Regions from separate parts of the Sus scrofa genome. Here region 1 is linked to region 2. A link is a contact called in public HiChIP or PLAC-seq data. All regions are on one chromosome and are shown on one strand. The core of a region is the stretch at or near the end of the contact, and the rest is flanking DNA. Distances in the headings are between cores, read along the strand shown. Region 1 holds the start of DDX46 (DEAD-box helicase 46). Region 2 holds the start of PPP2CA (protein phosphatase 2 catalytic subunit alpha).

What was found. HiChIP or PLAC-seq counts read pairs in DNA pulled down with a chosen protein or histone mark.
Region 1: an H3K27ac HiChIP or PLAC-seq map of alveolar macrophages shows a contact between it and region 2. The contact joins the promoter of DDX46 here to the promoter of PPP2CA in region 2. A contact is called at or near these places in 1 of 5 promoter capture datasets (fetal skeletal muscle) and 2 of 2 datasets of contacts at active chromatin or transcription factors (alveolar macrophages and skeletal muscle).

What each region holds. Positions count from the first base shown.
Region 1 is chr2:136,968,118-136,975,148 of Sscrofa11.1, reverse strand. DDX46 (DEAD-box helicase 46) reads right to left here and starts at 2,619. Exons shown (of 23, transcript NM_001246268.1): 1 at 2,457-2,619. The coding sequence starts at 2,473.
Region 2 is chr2:136,518,486-136,525,631 of Sscrofa11.1, reverse strand. It overlaps PPP2CA (protein phosphatase 2 catalytic subunit alpha), which reads left to right and starts at 3,002. Exons shown (of 7, transcript NM_214366.1): 1 at 3,002-3,281. The coding sequence starts at 3,180.

The sequences.
Region 1 (7,031 bases), core at 1,370-3,869, 450 kb before region 2:
ATCGGTGCACAAAAGCTACTTAAATCAATAAACCTGGTTAAGATCAGATGGATAGGAGTTACTGTCATGGCTCAGTGGAAACGAATCTGACTAAGCATCCATGAGGGCGCAGGTTCGATGCGTGGCCTCACTCAGTGGGTTAAGGATTCGGCATTGGCACGAGCTGTGGCGCAGGTCGCAAATGCAGCTTAGATCTGATGTTGCTGTGGCTGTGGTGTAGGACAGCAGCTGCAGCTCTAATTCGACCCCTAGCCTGGGAACCTCCATATGCCACAAGTGTGGCCCTAAAAAGAAAAAAGGAAAAAAAAAAAAAAAAGAGATAGAAAATGAGCCCACCTGATTATGCCCCAAGAACCTGAAATTCAATGTGTAGAAATTCACACTTATTACCTTTCCCTCCCTAAATCATTCATCTCAATTGCCAATGAATAAGCTCAAAATATCAGTGGTATTCAATATTTTTCTCTCATTCTACACAACCAATAAAACACCAAGTGTCACCAATTTCACCTCAGCAATTCTTTTCACATTTTATCACATCCTCAGGAGTTCCCACTGCCTCTCTATCATATCAGACCTGTCTTCTTAGGACATTTTATTTTATTTATTTTTGCTTCTTAGGGCTACGCCTGTGGCATATGGAAGGGTAGAACTGGAGCGGCAGCTGCCAACCTACACCACAGCCACCTCAACTGGGGATCTGAGCCGCGTCTACACACTACACCACAGCTCACAGCAACACCACATCCTTACTTAACACACAGAGCAGAGCCAGGGATCGAACCCACATCTTCATGGAGACTAACTAGTTGGGGTTGTTTCCGAGAAGCCACAACAGGTACTATCTTCTGGACATTTTAGAAAACCCCTGGTCTTCCTGCTTCTATTCCCTTTTCTCTTACATCAGTTTTATTCATTGCTCCTAGGGCAATGGTTATAAAGTTCTAATCCTATTATACACACAGACACACACACACACACACACACAAACTTCTTACTCAAAATTTTCAAAAGCTCCCAAATAGAATATCCTCTAAACTAAATCTATCATCCATCCACATTCTGGGCACACGTCCCTTTCAGAAACACAAATGTAGGCAAATTAGGCTCTTCGCTTTTCTCTAACACCCCGCTCTTTCCCATCTCTAAGCCTCTCACTATTCGCTGAAGAAACCTAGCATGCAAGGCAGAGGTGGGGAAGGTGGAAGAGACGGAAGAACATTCTTGCAAAGGTCCTTGAAGGCTGTACTGAAGTCTCACATTATTTCTGAAGCAGTAAGCGCCAAAGGACAGGAAAAGCGTGCGAATGACATCATCTTTTTTATCTGAGAGGCCGCTGCTCTGGCCACAGTGTGGAATCAACTAGGAGAGCAAGATCAGAGGAAGAGAATCAATTTGAGACATGTGTAGCAGTCTGAGCAAGAAATATTTAGGGCGTGAATTAAGTCAAAGAGAGCAGAAATGTCCACAGGTTCTATCATCTAAATGGATGCAGGCAGAAAGAGAGAAAAAAGGGAGTCGAATAAATATCACTTCCAGGTTTCTGGTCTAGATGGCCAGAGGAACACCAATGATTCCACGGAGATTTAAAAGACCTTCAAAAGAATTTTCTGTAGTTAAGGAAACACTTTATGCAGGTGACAGTTACACAGTGTATATATTTGCTCAATTTCATCAGCTCCACCGTTAAAGCTTTGTCCATTTCCCTGAATGTTAATCACACCTCACTCAGTGAACTACTATTACCTTACTCACCTATTATTTTTATCCTAGATATAAATGATCTTTCAACCACCTCTAGGTATCAAGCAAATATGCACTTTCAAGATTAAAAACCTGAAGATCCCAAATCAGGTAACAAGCTAAAGAGATGCGTTCTAGTAAGAGCTCCTAGTTTCGAGTTTAAAAAGGATTAAAAAAAAAAAAAAGTACTTAAATTGAAACCTATCTGCGAAATATATGTCCAGGCAACAAGCATTTATTGCAGCCCAGTAAAAGCCCAGTCATGAAGTGCTGTAGGTATGTTAAGTGTTTGACCACATTGTGCTTTCGACGTGAAAAAATGCCACAAGCGCACAAAGAACTGACGTAGAGAGCGATAGAGGCTAAAGAAACATGGCAAACGCGAGGCGGTTAGGAATCCAACTGGGATCGCTTCTGACTGAGGCAAGCAGGGTAAGCGCGGAAACGGCGGGATGCGGTTGACGTCCCGGAGGGGTGTTCCCGCTCCAGCGACTCGAACCGGTCGAAAGCACTGCAAGGGAACCTCGGGCCCGCTGGCGGCCCAATTACAGAGACAACGTCGGCAGAGGTCCCCCAGCTCCTCCGGTGGCACCGGCCAGCCGCTGGCCACACGTGGGGCCGCACCGGGATAGGCCGGGCCCCGAGGCCACCGCAACTCCCGCCTCTTCCCCCACGCCAAGGAAGCCGCTCGCCCGCCCGCCGCGCCGCCTCACCGAGACTCCCGGCCCATGCCGCCGGCCGCGGGAAAGCGGCGCCCTTCGGGACCACGCGCACAAGTACCGCACAACGTAGGAGGCCGCGCTGCCCTCGACTCGCCGGGCGAGGAGCAGCACTAACAAGCGGCAGCAGCCACAGTGGCAGCGGCCCCCGGAGCGCGGCCAACGAAAACAGGATGTGTTGGCGCCAGCGGCAAGAGGAAGGAAACGGGAGCCCGGAAGCCGCTCTGGCTCCACAGCGCCCCCGCTGGGCTGGAGGCCGCACAGCGCTGGCCGCGCCGAAAAAGGTTGGCTCGTCTGCGTTTTCCCTGCACAGCCGCGAAAGACCTGGCGTGTGGGTGCGGTGGGGGGCGGTGCCTCAGCCTTGCAAGCCCTCGACAAGGTCTTTTAAGCAAGGGCCACCGAAGCGCCATAAGCACTGCGAGCTGTCCCAGGCCCTGTAGGGACATCGCCCTTCACATGAGCTAAGTGATGCTACAAACATCTCCATCTTCATTCACTGTTACTTATTTATACATTCATTCATTTATATATATTGTTACCTGTCGAGCATGTTCTAGATCCTGGTGAGCTTTCAATCTAGTGGCAGATACGGGCATTAAGGAAAACACAAGCAGGTATAATACAACAGGAAAAAGATTCTGCGATAGGAACGGAGTTCGCAAAAAGAGTTCCCTGAAGAAGTGACCGTTTAGAGGTGAGATTTGAAGACTAGAGTTAACCTGGAGTTAACTTGGTGAAGGGGATGAAAAGCAGAAAACAGGTACATTAGATTATAATGGTTCTCAACATTGCCTTCACTTGGGAACTTAAAAAAAAAAAATATATATATATATATATATACATATATATATATATATATAAAATGTATGTATGTATATATGGATTCGTGTGTTCCACTCTAATATTCTGATTTGATTGGTCTGGAGTGCTTCCTGCATATTGGGACTTTTCCATCTTTCCAGGTGATTCTGAAGTACAGTCCCAAGGGAGAGACCGACTCACCTTGTGGAAGGCGCAGTAAAATGTTGTTGTTTTAGCAAAAGGCTGTAGAAGTGTTGGAGAGAGGTTCTCATTTACTTTACATGCTTCTGGGGTAGTTCATGTTCTTATATCTAAGGGTGATAAGAAAATCTCCATATTTTTCCTGTGGCAGTCATTGCATGGATGCATGCCAAAATTTATTAAACTGCACACTTCAAATTGGTGTTTTACTGTATATAAATTTTACCTCAGTAAATTTGATTTTTGAAAGAATGAAACCAGGAGTTCCCTTCGTGGTGCAGCAGGAACGAATCTGACTAGGAACCATGAGGTTGCGGGTTTGATCCCTGGCCTCACTCAGTGGGTTGAGGATCCGGCGTGGCCGGGAGCTGTGGTGTAGGTTGCAGATTTGGCTCAGATGCTGTGTTGCTTTGGCTGTAGTGTAGGCTGGCAGCTACAGGTCCAATTAGACCCCTAGCCTGGGAACCTCCACATGCCAAGGATGCAGCCCTAAAAATACCAAAAAAAAGAAAGAAAAGAAAAGAAACCAAGTTAGGACTCCAAGATGGGCTTCTGCTGTTCCTCTGTGATTTCCTGCCCACCTGTGGCAGCAGTGAAGTCCATGCCAAGGGGAAAGAAGGCCTGAGCCTGTATGTGACAGAGCAGACACCAATGAAGGTTAGGTAGCAGAGCCCCTGTAAATCACCTGTGTGGGGGCTGAAGGTAAGGAGTGTGGGTTTCGGTCTAAAAGAAAAAGAAAACCACTAGTGACTTAAACGGTGGAGACACTGAGAAGTGGTCAGATTTGGGATGGTTTCCCCAGAGAGCTCTCCAAATATTGATAAAATGCTGTGAACTGCCAGGGTACAGGAGGAATAAAAATGACTCCCAGGTTTTAAATAGAGCTATTTTGGATCATGGTGAATTTTGTGGAGATGAAAATGGCCTGGGCACAGAAGATTTGGTGGGGAAAGGAGAGGAAAATCAGTGTATCTGCCTGCTACTTTTCTAGGACATAATGGCTGAGTATGGGAATATAAATATGAGTCTGAGGTTCAAAGGAGAAATAGAGGTTGGAGAGATAAAAGACATAAGTACTGGAGTCCCAGTTGTGGCCCAGCAGGTTAAGAACCCAACTAGTATCCATGAGGATGCAGGTTCCTCCCTCAATGGGTTAAAGGATCCACTGTTGCCATGAGCTGGCGTGTAGGTTGTTGCAGACACAGCTCATATCTGGTGTTGCTGTGGTTGTGGGCGTAGGCCAGCAACTGCTGCGATTCAACCCCTAGTATGGAAACTTCCATATACCACTGGGACGGCCCTAAAAAAGCAAAAAGTGCTCAGAACTTACACATTAGCCTACAGTTGAGCAAAATCATCTAACACAGTCTATTTGATAAAAAGGGTTGAATACCTCCTGTAATTTATTGAACACCATACTGAAAGTGAAAAGCAGAATGGTTTATAGGTAGAGAATTGCTTTAAGTGGATCATGATAGAGTGACTGACTGGGGTCTGCAGCTCTCAGCCACTGCCTAGAATCACCAGGGGGTAATACCACAGGTTACTAGGCCGGTAAAAGATCAACATTCAAAATTCGAAGTACAGGAGTTCCCATCGTGGATCAGTGGTTAACAAACCCAAATAGGAACCATGAGGATGCGGGTTTGATCCCTGGCCCCGCTCAGTGGGTTAAGGATCTGGTGTTGCCATGAGCTCCGATTCAACCCCTAGCCTGGGAACTTCCATATACCACAGGTGTGGCCCTAAAAAAAAAAAAAAAAAAAAAGGGCAAAATTCAAAGCACAGTTGCTAATAAATGTCTAATACTTTCACACCATCATAAAGCTGAAAATGTTTAAAGTCGAACCATCTGTACATGGTGTTTGAGGTATTCAAAGCCAAGGAACTGGATGAGATCTGGGATTAAATGTCTTTACCCCATCAGTGTTGTCACTTAAAACCAAGAAATTTAAGTGATTTTTAAGAATCTCTTCCAGCTACTAATCTGAGCTGTGGTGATCACAGATGCAGCTCGGATTCCATGTTGCTGCGGCTGTGGTCTAGGCTGGCAGCTGTAGCTCGATTGGACCCTTAGCCTGGGAACCTTCATATGCCCAGAGTGTGGCCCTAAAAAGCAAAAAAAAAAAAAAAAAAAAAAAAAAAAAATTAATTAAAAGATAATAATAATAAAGATACTTCATTTTTAACTCCCCTTTAAACAACATAGTCACATGACAATTCTGACTGGCTTTTTATGCCCACAATATATTTATGGTAAGTTCACAGCATTCTATGTCCTGGAAGAAGCTACTTTTATCTGTTAGCAGGGGTGAAAGAAGCTAATTATAGTCCACTATGTCTCCAGTACATCATTTAATTAGCAAACAGCCCCAGGTTCCAAAGCAGATTTTGATTCTAATTAACCTCATTCTGAATCTCATAACACCTTTGCTGTTTTTAGTACCAACTGTGATGTACACACCTCCATTTATGCAACTAATGACTAAAAAAAGCTACTGGTTGAAGATGTAACCTCTCAACAACCATCCTTGTCTATATAGTTTTAACCCAAATATTTCAAACTGCTGAAGTTCCCAAGTAAATATTCCTAATTATTCTAAACACTAATAAACTTCCATTTCATTTGATATTATTCAACACACTTAAGCAAATACTCAGGGAGATACCAATCAGCTGAAGAGAAAAAGCAGCACTGATGGGGGTTCCCATTGTGGTGCAGCAGAAAAGAATCTGACTAGGAACCAGGAGGTTGCAGGTTCAATCCCTGGCTTTACTCAATGGGTTAAGGATCTGACATTGCCATGAGCTGTGATGTAGGTCGAAGATGCAGCTCAGATCCCGCGTTGCTGTGGCTGTGGTGTAGGCCGGCAGCTGTACACCACACCGAATGGACCCCTAGCCTGGGAAGCTCCATATGCTTCGTGTGCAACCCTAAAAAGCAAAATCAATCAATCCATCAATCAATAGAAATATAAAATTTTTTAAAAAGAGTGGCACTGATAGACATAGATGTCTTATGTCTTCTGTGAAATGAATCTGATAAAGATCCACAGTTACTACAACTGTGCATGTGTCCAGTGACAAAATGGAAGAAGTAAATGGGCAAATGAAGACCCCCCAGGTGTCTTCCCAGAGATTGGGAGAAGGTGACAAATCCAAGAATGCCATCCAATCTTGTAGATATCAGATTTGGAACCAGGAAAAACGTGTACTTGTAACCTTACCCTAAGTCAGAGGAAGAGACTTAAGTTGTTATGCTTATTTTCCATTACTGTGGTTCAAAGTAAAAAGACTTTGTAATTTAAAAAAAGTATTTATGTTTTTAATATCACAAGGATTAATCAAACAGATTATACAAAAAGCCACAGGGAAATGTAATGCCAAGTGATTTAACACTTATGTTTTATACTCTTTTAAGAAGACAAGCCTTCCAAATATGACAGTGTTCCCAGGTTAGTTAAAAGGTATTTACACTATTAGGTTGCATACGGATTCTCTGATGTTAATTCTTCTCATCTCATTTTTATATCTAATCTTTCTATTCTACGGCTTAAAAAAAAACAC
Region 2 (7,146 bases), core at 1,753-4,252:
AAGCCAAGGAATCTGCAGCAAGAGAAAATAAATAATACCTACATTAATGCTACCAACAAGGAAGGAGCTCATAGCACTTTGGAAAAACCCTCTCATTATAATCTTAGCACATACTGAGTGGTTAGTACTTTTTTAACCTGCCAAACGAATATCACCTCCACCTTTTAAATTAATTAATTTTTTGACCATGCCCACAGCATGTGTGAGTTGTGGGCCAGGGATCAAACCTGCGCCACAACAGTGGGCTGAGCCACAGCAGTGTCAACACCAGATCCTTAACCCACTGAGCCACCTGGAAACTCCCACTCGCACCTTTTTAGATAAGAGAGCTCAGGCAAAGGGAAATAATAATCACCTTGCTCCATATTTCAGTCTCTTTAGATCAGTTGTGTGAGTGTTGCTGAGACCTTGAACCTGGGAGTATGAAGTTTGAAATCCTGACCACTACCTTGGGCAAGTCCCTTCTCTTTTCTGAGGGCCTGTCTGCTTCTTGCCAAATGAGATGGGACCACCTCTCACACAGGTATAGGGAAAAATGGTAAATAAGACAGCACACTGGGCATGGCTTTATAATCATGGGCATCAAGTGATGATTTTTTTCCTCCTTCATTCCACACGGTCCTAACTCTTACTTCTCTGTGTTCGGGGATGTTAACTGCAAAACATAGTCAGAAATTGGATTAAAAGAACTCTTTCCCAATCTGGTAAATTAAATATGTTACACGTTTTGTGGGGAGTAGATATGAGGTTCTTTCCTCTGGACATACCACAGGCAGGTATGAAGGGAAAGCAGAACTGCAGTTTTCAGCCCAGGCGGATCAAGTCAGTCTGCTTTGCCAGGCAGCTTGTCTTGTTCTTCATTTGTTTGTTTTGTTTGCTTTTTTAGGGTCGCACCTGTGGCACATGGAAGTTCCCAGGCTCAGGGCTGACTGGGAGCTGCAGCTGCCAGCCTACACCAAAGCCACCGCAATGCCAGATCTGAGCCACATCTGCAACCTTGACCACAGCTCACAGCAACGCTGGATCCTTAACCCACTGAGCAGAGCCAGGGATTGAACCTGCATCCTCATGGATACTAGTCGGGTTCAATACCACTGAGCTGCAATGGGAACTCCAAAGCAGCTTATCTTGAATGAAGGAGAACTTTCAGTCCTGCCAGTAGCTGATCTCTGCATCCAGGGCCACCTTCAGCCTTTTGGTCAAGATGATGCCCTCAGGGCTGGAGGGTGTGTGCTCTTCTCCAGCACATTGCCAAGTGCTTGGGTTGACTGGTATTGAGGGTAGAGTCTAAAAGAGAGGGACCAGGTTCAGTTCTTGCCTTGTACTTCATGGTTTAATGTCCTTTGGAAAACTTCCATCTCTGAGATTCTGTGGACACTGTCATGGCTAAAAACCACAAGCAACATGTCTATGTGTTAAATATATCACTGTTTAGTCTGTTGCTGAAGGACTTCTGGTTTGTTTCCAATTTTTGGTATAACAAACATCACTGCTAGAAACATCCTTATACTTATCTCCTGAAGTCCATGTGCAAAACTTTCTCTAGGGAAAACAACAAGGAGAAGAAGAGCTGGGCATGGGTTGTGCCCATCTACACCTTAACTAGATAATGCCAGATTTTCCAAAGTGGTTGTCCCAAAGTACAGCAGTGTATAAGAGACCCCATTGCTCCACATCCTCACCAACATTGGATGTTGACAGTTTTTGCCAAATGGGTGAGAGTCAAACCTGGAATCTGTGGTTTTCATTTCCCTGCTTACTACCCTTGTGTTACTGGCCATTCATCTTCCTGCTTTTGTGAAGGGCTCTTCTGCCTGTCTATCCCCAGATCATCCCAGGAAGTACACAAGCTCCGTCAGGGTAGGGTACCTCTGTTTGTATGACCCTTCTGTCCTTCGGGCATGAATCTTGAACATAACTGGCGGTGTACGGAGCCAAATATTTCTGCGAATGCAAGGACAACGGAATGCGGATACATTTCACGAATCTCGAAGAGATTTATAGCCAGAGGTCCGATCCTAGGGTATCTGAGCTTTCTTTAAAGCGCACATCACAGCCGCTTCTAACACTACCGGGTCTCAATCAGGACCGGTGCGTCCATCTCCTTGCGGTCTTCCCTCTAGAAAGAAGGCCTGAGTGGGCAGACGGTTGGTGGGGGTGGGGTCGGGGGCGTTTTCTTCTTCCCTTGGAGGCTCGGAGTCGGAGGAAAGCGCCCACCTAGGGGGGAAGGCCACAATGGCAAGACTGCAGCGGCGCCTGTGGAAGCCAGGAGCGCTAGGAGGCCCCAGCCATGGCGCTAGAAGAGACATCGAGGCCCGGGGACAGGTGTGTTGGGGAGTCAGGTGCACTGCGCAGTACTGCAGGTACACCCTCTTCCGCCTACGACTGACCTAATTACAAGGTGCTGGCCGCACCCGGAGGCAGGGGTGGCTACTCCAACCTGGCTACCACTCGGCGCCTGTTCCTGCTCCCAAGATGCAGCAATTCCAGTGCTGTTGTAGAATGGAGGAGCCACGGGGCCCAATTCTCGTTTCCGTGCTTTGGCAGTCGCCAGGTGAGGAGCCGAGGCGTATCACCTCAGGGAAAAAGTCTCCGGCAACAAGGAGCCACCCTCGCACCCCGGCTGCGCCTGCGCCTGGTCCGCAACTACACCCTGCAGGATTTAGTGCTCTAAGATTAGCCCACTTCCCAGCTATAAGCAAGGCCCCTGCTTGGACTCGGTCTTCCCTTCCCCCTCGGCCCCTCCCTTCTACAGGACCGCGCCCTAAAAGCGAAGGTGCCTGTTTCCAGCCGGCTACTTTACGCGCCTGCGCCCTGGCCCCTAGTTCCCGCCCCCGCTCGGGTCTGGCCGCAGATGAGAGCCGGCCCGGCAGTTGCGCAGCTCGTATCCCGGCGCTTCTACCCCTCCTCACCCCGCCACCTCCTGACGCCGGGCGTGACGTCACCACGCCGGCGGCCGCCATTACAGAGCCGAGCTCCAAGGCTAGAGCGAGCGGAGGAGGTCAGTGGCCGGTAGCCGAACACCGAGGGGCGAGTCAACCGGGCAGCGCTACTGCCGAGCAGCCTTCAGCAGCCACACAAGTACCCCGGGGGCCGACGGCAGCGTGTGCGTGTGGCCCGTGTGCGGGCGGCGGCGCGGGAGTAGCGCGGAGCGGCAGCCGGTTCGGGCGGGTGGCATCATGGACGAGAAGGTGTTCACTAAGGAGCTGGACCAGTGGATCGAGCAGCTGAATGAGTGCAAGCAGCTGTCCGAGTCCCAGGTCAAGAGCCTCTGCGAGAAGGTGAGCTGCACTCCGGCTTCGGGAGCCGGGGCGGGCCGAGCCCGCCGAGAAGGAAGCGGCCGCGGGGAGGGTGCAACATGGCGGAGGCCAGCGGCCCCGGCCCCCGAGCCTCCCAGACCGGCCCCCGGCGCGGCCCGGCGGCGGCTCCCGGACGACCCGGCGCCCCCTGCCTCCCGCGCAGGGATTGGTTGTCGCTGCCACCGCCGCCTAAAATGGCGCCGTTCACCCGACTCCGGGGCTTCAGAGCTTCCCGGCCTTGGCTGGAAGCGAAGTGGCTGGGGGAGGGTGCGGGGGAGCGGAGACCCTGCGAGTAAGGGTCAGGGACGGTTTTGATATCTGGGCACGAGGTCTTAGGTTCTACGGCCTGGGAATGGGGCCTGGGACTCTTCTGTGAGTTTGGTGGGAGGTTTCTTACTTGTACTCAGGCCGAATGCTTAGGTCCAGAGCTGTCCAGAGGGTCCCCCAGAGGCAAGCTTGTAGGCCGGATCCCGGGACCTATCTAATAAAGGTCACGCAGATTTAGCATCGTCTTGAGTGGTTTATGGTAAACCTCTCGAGCTGTGTTTTCCAGAGACTTATTAGTACATTTTTTCGAGAATTTTTAAATGAGCTTTTAATCTAAGTTTCAATGAAGGTCATGGTGGTAGTTATAGGGAGGAGTATAACTTATTTTTCATAGTTGGAAGAATTAGACATTTTGGTGAGTCATTCTACATAGGAGCTTTGGGATTGGAAATCAAGTGTCAGTTTAATCTCTGATTTATATGCTGACTCAAATTGGATAGTATGAAACCCTTCTTTAAGCTTAAGGTTCTTGGCATTTTGCCATTTGTTTTTTAAATGAGCAGCATAAACTGTTAAGACCAGCAGATTTTGTATCCTTGCTCTCTGCTGGAAAAGTTGTTAGTATATTTGTGACTTTAAGTAGTAAGTATGATATTAACAGCTGTTGATCGAGCTTTTGCTGTATTCCAGTCATTGTGTTTAGTGTTTAAATCCCACAAACGTTTAAAATGGAATGTTGTAGTCTGTTTTAGAAGTCCATTTTAAATGACCTAATTCTGATTTGTTTTTCCCAAGGAGTTGGGGAAACAGGTAGCCTGTTTAAGTCTTATAATTCAGTTTTCTAAAGTAGAGAAAATGCTGATCTCCACCATGAATGTTTCAACTTCTCTTTTTAAAAATAACTCTGCAGCATCTTTAGTTCCACAGAATGGTGGAGTATCATCAACATTTTGTATTAGTGAAGAGAGTTATTAGAAAGCAATTACGCTGACTCGTTTGTGGTTTGATGTGAAAATTAGATTCGTAAATTTGACATATACGCTCCTAAAACAGGCTTTTTCAGAAACTCTTCTGTGAATTACTGCAATTTAAGTAAGTCTAATTCAGATTTGTTTATCCCAAGCCTCAACAAAACTTCTAGTTGATGAGGTGGCACATCATCTCTTGGAGCTGAATTTTAATACTGGCAATGTAGAGCCTTTTGTTGCTTCTTGATCCTTAATTCTTTTACATCAGATGAAAATGACATTTGTTTAAAGTTTTGGAAGTGGGCTTTTAAAAATTGTTTAATGTATAGTGTTAGGTCTTAGTTTTTGGATACTGTAAGTGATGATTTTAAAGATTTTTAGAGTTGAGTACTTAACTCTATATAAAGACTTTGAGTCAGCAGTTGGCTAGATGACTAGTTATTTGTGTAGCAAACATTGCAACAGAGTAATGATGTGGTTGGAAGACCACTGGACTGTGAGTTAGACCTGGACACTGGTCCTTTTTCTGCCACCAAGTAATTGTGACCTTGAGGCAATCACTTCACTTGGTCCACATTTTCTTGTCTATAGAGTTAAAACATGTTCCAGGGTTCCTTCTAATCATTTGAGATTATACAATTGCATTTTAAAATAGTACTCTGTATTTAAATATTGAACACTTATTGGATATCCAAGATTGCTTACTTTTATGAGAGGAGTGAAAAGCAATGAAAAATAATCATGCTTATTTTTAAGGATCTTGAATCTGGTTGGAAGTCTGTAGTAGATAGACCACAGAAGTAAAGGGTCTGTGTTGGAGACAGCAGAAGATATTGGAATTATGGTGGGGGGACTGAAGCTTGATCCCCTTGGTAAATATTGTTTGCTATGTCTCTGTAATATCAAGATGGAGTGAGATTAATCAGTTTATGTTTAAATCCCCATTGCTCATCCACTGTATAAAGATTTTAATTCTTGGAGCATATATATATATATATATATATCTTTGATGCTAGATTTTCAAGACATGGGTCCTTTTGGAGGTTGTCACATAGCCTTCATACTGTTTTTAATTTGTAAGTATTCCGTCTTTGGGAACTGTATTAACCTTCCAAAATAAATTAACTTGAAGGCAGTTTTTTAGGTATAGTAAGTCTTTCTAGTGAAACAAAAGTTCTCTTTTCACTATTAATATTTGTGTGGCCAATAGCACAACTGGCAAAACCTGTATATTTTGAAAATCTTGAGTGGAAAACCTTTTTTCATTAGTGTAATAATTAGCGTAATTATTTTTCTTTTTAAAGAAAAGATATTTGGTGGAGGTAGATATTTGGAAATAGTTGATAATTTCTTTGATTATAAGAAAGTATATTTATAGACCAGGGTGAATAGGGTTTTTATGTTATTAACTATGTAAGTTTTTTCCCCACAAGATGTGACTAAGGTCTGTATCAAAGCCAAGGTTGTTGTGTGTGCAGTATACCTTGTCATTTTTGGGGATCATAATTTGTTGATTGTTTAAAAATTTGTGATGAGTGAAGCAGTTTTGTCTGTAGGCACAGTTCTGTAGTCAGTGAGGTTAGTGCATCTGTGTATCTAGACTGGTATGTTTCTATCTCCTGATTGGAAGAATAAGTAGTATCCACTTGCTTTTACATTAACTGTATTACAAGTCTTTTGTTAGGATCAGCAGTGGTTTCATTTAGGTATGATTTTTGGCCTTGTGTTTTCAGGTCTTACCAAACTTGTGGAGAATGTTGTTTGATAGCCAGGTGTTTTGTTTTGTTTTGTTTTCCAGAGGAGTTCTTTACTTATGTAGGTATGCTGTTTTCCACTGCTGTGCAGGTGCTATAAATAAAATGCAATCATTAAGGCTTCACTTAGTTTTAACATTTGTTACATGAGTATGGAAAAAGCAGCCCTCTTCCTTCTAGTTGGATGACCTGCAAAATACTTGGCCAAGGTTAAATTCCTGTATGAAGTGGATAATATATTTTTGTGTGTATGCATGTTTAATTTAAAAGGCCTTTTGGCTTATTTCCATAAAGATTAATTTGAATATTCAGAACAAGCAGTTGTGGGAGGAGCATGGTGAGGAATGTTGTTTTCATCATTCTTTCATGTACACTGGTCTCTTAACGGGTTTATGAGGCAATGATCCTCGGTTATAGTTAGAAACCCGAGGCTCAGAAAGGTAAAATGACTTGATTATAGGGCTAACTAGAAATTGCTTGGGTTATGGATTGTAAGCCCAATGTTTTAGTCTTGCTTCACAGCCCCCTTCTCTTTTCTGAAATAGTGTTAATAATGAAAGATGCAGACGAATTGGGGCCAGATTGAATTTTCGAATCAAGAACTCTGTAAAAGAAAGCTAACTTTGTGTTCTGATTGCTTGAAAACTTGCTATTCATGTCACATTCTGTTGTCTTAGTCTGTCCTAGAGGAGGAAACAGTAATTATTCTTGAATTTTGAAGGTGGCTAACTGTGTTTGCCTCTCACATAAGATTAGTGAGATGAAAGCCCCAGTTCATTTTCTGTATTTTCTCAGATAGTATAAATCATGATCCAGAGACCGAGCTCTGAAATACTCTAATAAAGTGTAACTGACATT